3 separate regions of the Hordeum vulgare genome follow, and regions 1 and 2 are each linked to region 3. Evidence: chromatin contacts called from public Hi-C data. All regions are on one chromosome and are shown on one strand. Each heading gives the region's core, a stretch centred on a gene start, on an enhancer-like site or on the middle of the called end of the contact. The rest is flanking DNA. Distances are from core to core; before and after follow the strand shown. Region 1 holds the start of LOC123430123 (dirigent protein 1-like). Region 2 holds the start of LOC123426368 (U3 small nucleolar RNA-associated protein 6 homolog). Region 3 holds the start of LOC123426367 (phytosulfokine receptor 2).

What was found. A called contact is a pair of places that touch in the nucleus more often than the background predicts.
Region 1: a contact with region 3 is called in a Hi-C map of seedling, with 2.2 times the contacts expected there. The contact joins the promoter of LOC123430123 here to the promoter of LOC123426367 in region 3.
Region 2: a contact with region 3 is called in a Hi-C map of seedling, with 3 times the contacts expected there. The contact joins the promoter of LOC123426368 here to the promoter of LOC123426367 in region 3. A contact is called at or near these places in 1 of 6 Hi-C or Micro-C datasets (seedling) and 1 of 1 datasets of contacts at active chromatin or transcription factors (embryo).

What each region holds. Positions count from the first base shown.
Region 1 is chr2H:383,315,568-383,319,480 of MorexV3_pseudomolecules_assembly, forward strand. It overlaps LOC123430123 (dirigent protein 1-like), which reads left to right and starts at 1,551. Exons shown (of 1, transcript XM_045114026.1): 1 at 1,551-2,689. The coding sequence starts at 1,709. The coding sequence ends at 2,398.
Region 2 is chr2H:383,497,607-383,501,150 of MorexV3_pseudomolecules_assembly, forward strand. LOC123426368 (U3 small nucleolar RNA-associated protein 6 homolog) reads right to left here and starts at 1,407. Exons shown (of 6, transcript XM_045110179.1): 1 at 821-1,407. The coding sequence starts at 1,279.
Region 3 is chr2H:383,051,155-383,055,010 of MorexV3_pseudomolecules_assembly, forward strand. It overlaps LOC123426367 (phytosulfokine receptor 2), which reads right to left and starts at 2,367. Exons shown (of 1, transcript XM_045110178.1): 1 at 1-2,367. The coding sequence starts at 2,209.

The DNA.
Region 1 (3,913 bases), core at 301-2,800, 260 kb after region 3:
ATGGATTTGTCATGCTTTCTTTGGAATGATGGGTTATAACAACTACATCAACACGCTTCAACAATCTTCGGTGTTCAGGAGGCTTTGCAATGGGGAATCACCGCTGTTCAACTATATCGTCAACGACCGAGACTACAACATGGGATACTATCTTGCCGATGGCATCTATCCTCAGTGGGTTGCGTTTGAAGACCATATCCGAACCAGGGAGCAAAAAATAAAAGCACTTCGCATCAATGCATGAAGCAACTAGGAAGGACGTGGAGAGGGCATTCACAATGCTTCAAGCTTGTCGGAGAAATTGTTTGTGAGGCTGTAATGATGTGGAAATCAAAAACTTCGTGGCAGCTCATAATATGTTGTGTTATTTTGCACAATATGATTGTCGAGGACGAGGGTGATGATGTAGCCCAAACCAATAACTTTGAAGCACCGGAAGAACAAGTTGAAATCCCAAAAAATCCACATGCATCTCAACTTATGAACTTTGTGCATATGCATTAGAATCTCCGAGATCACGAGGTGCACGCGTAACTACTTAATGATCTTGTAAAACATATGTGAACCCACAATCAAATCTAAAAAGCAAATGTTTAATTGTCCACTTAAAATAAATTTGATGTAACACTATTTATGTACGATACCTATATTTGTTATTTACGAGTGACAATGGCTTGTGTGATCGACGCGCTGTTTTGGTTTTCGGGTTGTAATTCTTCTCGCCCCAGGCCGAGATGGCCGAATTTCGATCATTTTCAAAAACTTCGGGTGAAATTTGATCAAAATTTGATTGAAATTTGACCAAAATTTGTCAAAGTTGACAAAAATAATTCTTTTCAGCCGATAGATATTTGTTGCCCGAGGTCGGGATGACTGAAATTCGGCCTAAATTCATTTTTGTCGACGAAATTGAGAACACAGAATCGACGTGCATGATTTGCATGGATTTTAAAGTCTGAATTGAAGATGTGAATGCGAGGAACAAAACATGAAAGTCTTCCGAATGCGTCCGCGAACGTGTCCACACAACATATAAGGGCCGTGTTTGCCCATTCCCCGGTCCGGCTGCCGATGCTCTTGGTTTCAATTTTATCCAAAATCTCATATTGTCATTTATTAGGAGGATCTGAGCCATTTACGATAATTGTGCTAGAGTTGCTCTTAAAGGGTGTTTGGATCCAAGAGACTAAAACTAGTCTGACTAAAACTAGTCTCTTTAAGAAGTTAAAGTTTCAAGCACCCCTGACTAAAAAAAGGCTAAAACTAGTCTTAAGGCTAAAATCTTTTAGCCAGGGGTACCCCTACTAGAATGTGCATTAGTCTTCTCTCTCCTCATTTAACTCCTCATGCAAGTTCTGGATTGAAGGGTTTGGAGGATAATAAATGTTCATTAACTTGATTTTAGTTTTATTTAGTATTTTGGATCCAAGCATGGGTGAGACTAGCAAGTTTTAGTCTCATTACTTTTAGTTATGAAACTAAAACGTATCAAGCATCCTCATAGTAGCTCGTATACTAATATCTTTAATATGGTATTCTGATTAACTATTTCACAACAACCAACTAAAGTACCAAGCTAGCGATAGTCATTCCACCATCCCTTTGTGTGCAGTCTGCACCAACCTCCGTGCTTTTATCCATCTATTAATCCACCACCTCAAGCTCCAAGATTTCACTCTCACTAGCAGAATCCACCCGCTATCCTATCATGGCTCCTCACGCCGCTGTCCTCCTCTCCCTCCTCCTGCTCACCACCTGCGCGGCGGACACGCATCTCCACTTCTTCCTCCACGACGTGGTCTCCGGGAGCAACCCGACGGCGGTGCAGATCATCAAGGGCCCGGCCTCGTCGTCCAACGCCTTCCCGGGCATGGCCTTCGGCGACACGACCGTCATCGACGACGCGCTGACGGAGACCTCGTCGCCGACGTCGGCGCCCGTGGGGCGCGCGCAGGGGTTCTACATGATGTCGTCGCAGTCGGGCATGGTGCTGATGATGTGCGTGAACTTTCTGCTCACCACGGGGGACTACAACGGCAGCACGCTCGCCGTCATCGGCCGCGACGACATCATGACCACCACGCGGGAGCTCTCCGTGGTGGGCGGCACGGGGAAGTTCCGGATGGCGACGGGGTACGTGCTGTGGAAGACCAACAGTTCGAAAGGCGCCGACGCCACCATCGAGCTCGACGTCTACACCACCGCCCTCAACGGCACCACCACCATCGACGCCAACGCGCCAGTCTCCCCCATCGACGGGGGCGGCGGCGGTACGGCCGGCGGGGCCACCGGGAAGTCGTCATCGGGCGCGGCGGCGCTGAGGGGAGCAGTACCTTACGGGTGGGCCAACGCGTGGGTAGCCGCCGTCCTTGTAGCTCTGGCTGGTTGCGTTTGGTGAGCAGCTCGATTTCGATACACCATGAATCTGAGTGGGTGCGAGTGGGGTCCATACATACAACGGAATAGATCTTGATTGGGCGTGAGGCGTTGGTCGGTGTAGTGGTGTGGTTGGTGATGATGGGGTGGGTGGTTTCTTGTCGCTGTTCGGGTTGGGGTTGGTGATGTGCACATGATTGCGCATCTCCATGCGTGAGCGTGAGAGGTTACTTTCTGGCTACTACGTACATCCATTTGATTATTACCTAGAAGAACCGATTCTCACACTTTTATATATGGCGTTTTTATTGGTTGTCATGGCATCAATAGCTAGCTTCAGCATCTTGCAATGCTTTCCCTTCTTTTGGTCCACCTAAAGGAATGGCGATGCAATGCGCATAATTTCCCTTTTTCTTTCTAGTTGGTATATGTCAAAGCTCGATTACTATAGGGACGTGTTTTTTTAGAACGAAGGCTTGACAGAAAGGCGGGCTTTGAATTAACAAAGTCATGAACCGGCCAATAATAATATCACACAACACCTTATAGAGAAAAGAAAAAAAAACATGGCTACTTGACAGCTTACAAACATCAACTACACCAAGCACTACAACACAATGGAAAAACAAAGCCCTGCTTGATGTCGGTGATGCTCCATGCCGTGCAACGTGCATCATACATGGAGCGGAACCCTGAAGAAGATGAAACCCTGAAGAAGATGAAACCCGACAGAGGGAGGGAGCATGCCCTCATCTACACAAGAGAGGTGAGCAGAAACAACCACCCGGAAACCATCTCCGAAGCGGACCCCTGCCCCTCATCCTGGCTCGATGGACGCCATGCCATCAAAAGATGGATAAGCTCACCCTAGACCTAGAATAGATGTTAGGCACGAACTACCATCAGAGATACTCATCCCCGCCCCCAGCTGAGTCCTCGCCTTAGAGGAGCCATACCTACACGCATAGAGCAACATACACGAAGAGATGAAGTCGTTGGGATCGAAGGTGCTGAGGAAGGAAGCGAGGAACCAACAAACTCTTGCATCAAGTGCAACAGGGTCAAGGACAAGCCCGCAAAGAGCAGCAACACGTGCACTCCGTCGTCTATGTGCATCTGTAGAAGAGGGGTGGAACCCGATCCACTTCTAGCCCTAATGAAAGGGCGCCGACCCATCGGCAAGCAAACCAGCACGACAAAAACATGGAACGTCCAAAGAAGATGCTCGATCGCCAATCGCCCGACGAAGCACAACACTGATGCGACAAATCGGACCACGCGGACATCGATTCTCCCATCCCCGAAAAAGAACGTCCTCGCAACTCTAGAACCACCAGGGTTGCACCTCTAGGAAGGCCACGACGAAGAGCGTCGATGCCGTCCCATCCAAAAGGATGAGGTTTTCACCTGGGGAGAGAGTGAATAGAACCTCGACGAAGCCTCCAGTGAGGGGCACGACACCAGTGATGTCGTCAACGTCGTGGCCGGGCACCGGCCAAGGATTCCTCCTGGACTGCCGCATCTCCCACACCCCAAA
Region 2 (3,544 bases), core at 157-2,656, 450 kb after region 3:
TTGGGGAGGCATTTGGCCCACTGGGTGCAAGAAAAACGCGTTTGATACCATACACAGGCTTGCACTCTCACGAACCTTAAAGCAGCCCAAACTAGGAACGCTCGAATATGCCGTTTCCAGCGAGCTAGGCTGAGTCAAGTGCAGAAGGGCGCATGGCATACGAGGCGGTGCAGGGAGGAATAGGCGTGGAGATGGCGGAAGACCAAAATCCGCCGACCCAGGATGGTACAAAATCATGCATCCCCCCCCCCCCAACACACACACACACAAACACACACACTTACTCGCTCACCTCTAGCGGTAGGACAAACCCAACATCAGTTCTTGGCAGCGGCGGCGAATCAGATCAGAGGAAGCGAAGGCGGCGACTTCAATCTTCGGCAGCGGGACTTGCTTCTCCCCTTCGTCTTCGACTCTGTCTCGTCCTCCTTGTTTCATCTAAATGTGGTGAAATTCCTGATTTCTAGACCATATATGACATGTTTTTTTCTACAAACCGCTAGATAGTTTAGGTTCCTCTAGCTCGCTGTAGCTATTATAGCTTCTGGGAAGGCCGCCGCTAAACTATTTAGCCCGCTACTTAATACCTTAACTTTTCAAGTCAAGAACAAGGGCAACTCAGCAGCGATGAAAAACAAGCATGACGAAACCCAATCATAACCCCTCACTGTATGTGCCCACGCTGCAGTCCTAAATACTACAATTTCCCACGAATTAGTTGCTGCAGGAAGAGCTCTACATAGAAAAGCTGACAACTTTGATCCTCGCGGACACAACTATTTGATGCCCTATTGTGGCCAGGTAAGTATTTGATGCGTACCTGCTTCATCCGGCCGTGGCCCTTCTGGCGGCAGAACTCGAGGTAGCGGAACCAGAGGTCGAGGTCGCCCTTGAACCTGACGGTGGCCATCCTGTAGACGTCGAGGACGCGGAGGACTCCCGCGAAGTCGGAGATGGACTTGGCCCACTTCTTCTTCTTCCTCCTCCTCTTTTTGCCATCCTCGTTTGTGTCCTTGTCCTCGTCGGAGTGGGTAGGGTTGGGCGTGGCGCGTATGATGGCGCGCTTGCGCAGGTCGCGGAGCGCGTCAACGCGGAGCAGGTAGGCGATGTAGTCGAGGAAGTCGGCCTTGCGCGGGGAGTGACGGCGGAGGCGGAACTCGAAGTCGCGGCGGCGGCGCACGACCTCGGCGAGCTCGGCGCGGGTGAAGAGGCCCCGGCGCTCGAGGTCGTCGAGCTCATCGGACATCCGCTCGAGGCGGTACTGCACCGCGTCCGCCATCTCGGCGCTGGCGCGGTGGAGCTGATGCTAGGGTTTAGGGTTTTGGTTGCGGCGTGGAGGGTGGGGAGGGGAGGGCCGCCACGGCAACGAGGATGGTAGAGAAAAGAGTGAGAGGGGGTGGTCGCGCCGTCGCTGTGGGAGAGGGGATGGTGTCTGTTGAGCGGGCTGCTGGGCTGAGGCAACGCAAGTTGGGTCAAACTTCGGGCCCTTGGTGGGCTAGCCACTTGAGGCCATTTCTTATTTTTACTCGCACCATTTTGCAACAACAAAAAATGCAAACCCCTTTATTAAGTGGCAATCAAAATAGCATCATTTACAAGCACAGGGGCAATGGCAGTAGGTGCCTCATCAAACCAGGTACCACGTGGATAAAACCTAGCAATCCTCGCCAATTCATGTGCTACATAATTTTCTTCTTTATGACATTGTTTGTAGTGGATTTGTGATAGATCGAGCCATATGATAACAATCGTCGAAAATAGCAGCACACAATCCCGAGAAAGTACCACCATCTTGCATTGCGGCGATTACATCAGAATTGATGATTAACCTAGAGCATTCGAATGACTGGGCAAGATTCAGACCAAAGCGAAGAGCAGTAGCTTCAACCATGAGAACATCCACACAAACCCCTAGATTATTGTTCCCTGCCGCCAAGAACTTTCCGGAACTGTCACGTAATACAGCACCCACAATGGCTCGGAGTGAATCACTATCATAAGCAACATCCACGTTAAGTTTTACAAAGCCAGCACTAGGGCGAGTCCATATGATCCTTTTCACCTTTGCCTTAGGCTTATAGGCTGCTGAAAAGTTGTATGTCACAGCTCGGATAGCAGAGATTATTTGTAGGTTGCTGCGTTTGCTCGTCGTGTACCAACTTTGTTCTTTCCCACCATAAGTACCAGACCGCAACAGCCATGAGATGGTCTGATCTAACTTGCCCAAGGACACGTGTTTCGTCTGCATGAAGACAAAGGAGATATTCAAGCATCGCCTCGCCCACATGATCCACTTTACAAGCATGCTCAATAGCATCTTCAAATCCCAAACCCAACCAAACCTGTCTAGTTTTCTGACATTGGAAAAGCATATGTTTAACGCTCTCAGACAACTCGCAGGCTGGGCATTTTGTACTTACCTTCATATGTCTATCAGCTAGGGTTACAACGGCATGGCAGGGTACCATGAAGAGCTCTCCAAAGGAAAAAATCCACCTTGGCAGGGTAACCCAGTTTCCACACAACATCCCAAATTGGGTTTATATTCACGGACTAGGACGATATGTTGCAGCCCTTGATAAATATTTATCATTCCATACTGCATAGTAAGCCGACCTAACCGAAAAGGCTCCAGTTTTTGTGAGGTTCCAAGCAACAAAATCTGTCATATCATATGATGGTAGCGGGATAAAGAGGATACAAATCACATCCACCGGCCAAAAAATCTGCTCAACTAGTTGTATAATCCATTAACCTGTGGTCGAATATCAAATCAGATATCAAATCAGCCACCTTAGAGAGCAATTGATTGCCCCTCCCACCCACCGACAATCTAGATGGGACTATGGTATCCATGCATCAAACCAAATATTAATATTTTGTCGATCTCCAACTCGCCAAACATATCCTAGCTTTAGTGTATTCACTCCTTCCATAATGCTTTGTCATGTATAGGACTCCTTCTTCTTCAAAGTGGCATTAAGCAAGTCGCCATCAAGAAAGTATTTCGCACGAAGTATTGTGGCACAAAGAGACTTGGGATTATCTATCAAGCGCCAAGCTTGTTTGGCCAATAGAGCAAGATTGAAATTGTGTATATCTCTGAACCTCATTCCACCTTCTTTCTTTGGTACACACATTTTCCACCAGGCAAACAAAGTGCATTCTCTTTTGGGTAGCATCATCACCCCACCAATATTGCGCCATCGCATCTGTAATTCACTTACAATTTTTTTAGGGATTTTGAAGACCGACATAGCATATGACGACGCCGCGTCCTTCGCCCTCGGCTCCCTCCGTCGTCCGCCCCTCGTTGTTCGCCCCCTCCATGGTCCGCCCCCTCTGTCGTCCATCCCCTTCATCGTCCTCCCCTTCGTCGATAGCCCTCTGCCCTTCGTCCTCTGCCTCCTCCGAGAAAGCCCACCACCTTCGGCGCCCCCTAGCCTCGAGCGAGCTCCCCTACACGCTGAATGGTGATGTCCAAGGGTGTCATTTCCCTCGTGGGTATCGCTAGCAAGCTCATCTTCCTCCTCATCTCTATCTT
Region 3 (3,856 bases), core at 1,117-3,616:
TGTTGGTCGACCTAATGAGGTCACTAACAGTTAGCTCCTTCGCAGAATTCTGAAAGAACAGCACTGGCTTTGAGTAGGAATAATATGAGTCATGACAAGCACCCCCACCATCAGTGTCTTCATCATCGATAGCACTGGCCTCACTTTTAGAAATGTTAACCAAAATAACACACAAAACTACTGCAAGTGCCAGCCCCATGCAGATTGCCACGCCAAGTATTTTGTTTTTCCTGTTCCTGATGCTTGTTGCAGGCTGTGTTTCATTGTTAACATTAGTTTCCCCAGACTGATTCAGGCTACAGGAAATTAACCTGCATAAACCTGGGTTGCCCTCAAAGCTGGAGTTTGTGAAGGTGAAGAACTGCCCTCCATTTGGGATCGGCCCAACCAAATGATTGTGAGCCACACTGAACTTAGACAAGAAAGTGAGATCTGTCAGGGATGGCGGTATCAATCCAGTAAGATTATTGGAGGATAGATCAAGGACCTCCAAATTCTCCATCTTGGAGAGTGCATCAGGAATGCTCCCAGACATGAAGTTGTTGCTCAGATCCAGCACATGTAGCTCTTTCAAGTTTCCAAACTCAGGCCAGATGGTCCCATTCAGACCATTGTCATTCAAGAACAGCGATGGTGGGAAATTCGAGAGCTGGTTATATTGCCGTCCACTTGTGCTCCTGTTATGCTTCACATACAATGGCATGCTAGTGAAAGCCATACCCTGCGAACTCCTGGCAGTCATAAGGCCCTTCAGCTCTGTCAAACTCTTGGGTACCTCGCACACCAATGAATTGTTTGAGAGATCCAAGTAGCTCAAATGGTCAAGCTCACCAATCCACGACGGGATGGTGCCGACCAATTGGTTCCAGGACAAATCAAGCACCTCCAATTTCCTGCACTGAGCCAGCCATTCCGGAACCCTTCCCCTTAGAGCACAATCGCCAAGAGCCAACACCTCTAGGCTGTTGAAACCCCCAATGCCAATGTCAGGCAGCTCCTCACCGCCGAAATTCTTGGTGAGAATCAGTGTAGTGAGGTTTTCACACCGGCGCAGCACGGTAAGCGCCCCTGAGATGTTGTGCAAGCTGTTGTTGGACAAGGAGAGCATGGAGAGCGATCTGAGACGACCGTAATCCTCGGGCAATTGCCCCATCAATTTGTTCCTGGCAAGGCTGAGTGACTTGAGGTTACCGCAATCCGCCAAGCTAACCGGGAGTGTTCCATTCAGGTGGTTTGTTGCGAGGTCAACAGAAGCAAGCAGTGGCATACCAGAGAAGTTGACATGAGTAATTGGACCGGACAGGGAGTTGTTCCGGAGGTTGAGGTCGCGTAGGGATGACAAGGACGACAACGATGGCGGTAGCGACCCTGAGAAGCCATTGGAGTGGGCGGTGAAATGCTCTAGCGACCTTAGGTCGCGGAACACGTCCGGGAGCCGACCAGAGAAGCGGTTGACGGATAAATCCAGCAGGGTGAGGTTTTTTAGCTCGCGGAGGCGCGAGGTCACCTGGCCGGCGAGCCCATTGGAGGCGAGGGAGAGCTTGTGCAGTCCGGTGAGGCCGAAGAGCTCGGCAGGGAGGGCGCCGGAGAAGGAGTTTGCGCCGAGGAAGAGCTCCTGGAGCGTGGCGGCGCAGGGCGGCGGGTTGGCGGACGAGGGGAGTGAGCCGGTGAGGCGGTTGACGGAGAGGTCGAGCACCCGCAGGGCCGGCGCGCCGGCGCATAGGTCGGGCCCGAGCGCGCCGGAGAGGGAGTTATTGCTGGCATTGAAGGCAACCAGACCCGGGAGCGCGGCGAGGTCGGGGATCGAGCCGACGAGCAGATTCGCGGAGAGGTCGGCGGCGCGGAGGCCGGCGAGGCCCGCGACGGCGGATACGCCACCGGAGAGAGCGTTGCGGCTGAGGTCGAGCTCCGCGAGCCGCGGGAGCCCGGCAAGGGCGTCTCCCGGGAAGGGACCCGCGAGCCCCCGGCCGGGGAGCCGAAGCTTGGTGACGCGTCCACGGACGCCGTCGCAGCCCACGCCTTCCCAGGCGCAGCACGAGCCGCCGCGACCGGACCACGCGGCGCGGAGGAGAATGTCCCCTCCGGCGGTGAGGTTCCCGGCGAAGGCCCGCAGCGCGCGGAGGTCGTCCGGGTGGCACGCCGCCGCCCCGGCCGGCAAGAGAAGCGAGGACAGGGTCAGGAAGAGGGGCAGAAGGCAGCATTTCCCCATGGATTCAGCCTAGCAATTGCAAGAGGTCAGAGAGAAACCATCTGGGGAGGGGGGAGGAGCGGAGTGGAGTGGAGGGGGGAGTAACGACTCGAGTGGTTCGAAGCAGAAGCAGCAGCAATTATGTGATGTGATGTGATCTGATGCGAGGCGGAGTAGGCGCGAGTCGAGCCAGACTCCAAAGTCCACTCTACTCCACACTTCCACACACACCCTCTCGTCCTCGGGGACAGCAGAGAGGCTTTGCGTCCCCGTTCCGTTTCCGTTTCTTTCTCTTCTCTGGGCGTGAGCTGGTAAACGGGAGGGGGTGTGTGGGTTGGGAAGTTCCGTGGGTTGGCAGCAGCCAGCAGCAGTGCCCTGCCCATCAAAAACTACCGCATTCAGGTCTCCACAGGGCGATCTAGAGCACTGACGTATTAACTTTTTACGGAGGAGCTCTGAAGATTTTATTAAGAGAAAAAAAACAAATACGAAATGACCCGATTTATAAAAAAACAAACTATTCCCTCCATGAGGGCCGGGCCGGTAAAATCCAAGTCCATGTGCTAAAGTAAAAAAAGGCCCTATCTCACTATAAAAAAAATTAACTAACGAGTAATTATAATGTATATATATTTCGTAGAATTTTTTATAATATATATATTATAGTATCTTACATAATAATTGGATATATAAAAAACCAAACCTATTCAACTCCCATTGCGTAATATGTATTTAAACAATATTATTTTTTTAGTATTCTTTAAAATAAAATCATCAATGACATCCGCGTAAAAATGGACTCCTCCTCCCACCACCCTCCCCTCCACCCACGGCACCTCCTAGCCACTCTCATCGCCGGTGATCTCCATGGATCTCCCTACTAGATTACTAGGATGGATTCTCTCATCGCATGGGATTTCTCCTATGGCCAGAAGGTGGCTGCACAGGTGCATTGTCGGTTCAAATCTCCGGTCCACTTCGATGGATCTCTTTCTTCTTCGGCTTTCTTCTTGGTGGTGGCATTCAAATTCGCCTCCTTCCGTCTGGATGTGGAGTCTGTTGCCATGGCTCTATGTTCTTGCCTGGGTGGCAATATTAAGAAGTTGGACGTTCAAATTTTAAGTGATAACAGATTCAGATTCTCCGTTTCATCAAATTGTGTGGGGCATTTCATTCACTCTCTGGTGGGTTTTTCGGCTCCGGAGTTCTACTCTAATTTCCATTTGTTTCGAGGTACTCCCATCTCCTCCTCGGTTTTTGATCGCATTGTAGATCCAAACTGGAATTCTCCTCGAGGCAGATCCCATGCAAAGCAAAAATACCTACGCAATGTTCCAGCTTTCATCTCTAATGGCGTGCATGGACATCAACGTCCTCCGGTGGCGGCTGGCTCAACTTGTCGGTCCACAAATGCTTCTGGTTCGATCAATGGAGCTGCAAAATCATGGCTAAATTCTCTTTCAAAGGAAAATCTTAAGGAGATGGGATCTCAAACCAACATTTCTCCATCATCTTATAGAGATCCTCCTATTACACATTCCATTGATTCTCAGTTGGATCCCTCGTCTAAGACGCAAAGCCATGTTGATGAGCTTTCTTCAGTTAAAATTGGTGCTTTTTCGAACTTTTTCAATTGAAATCTTTTAAAGTGTTAGATTCACCTATGTG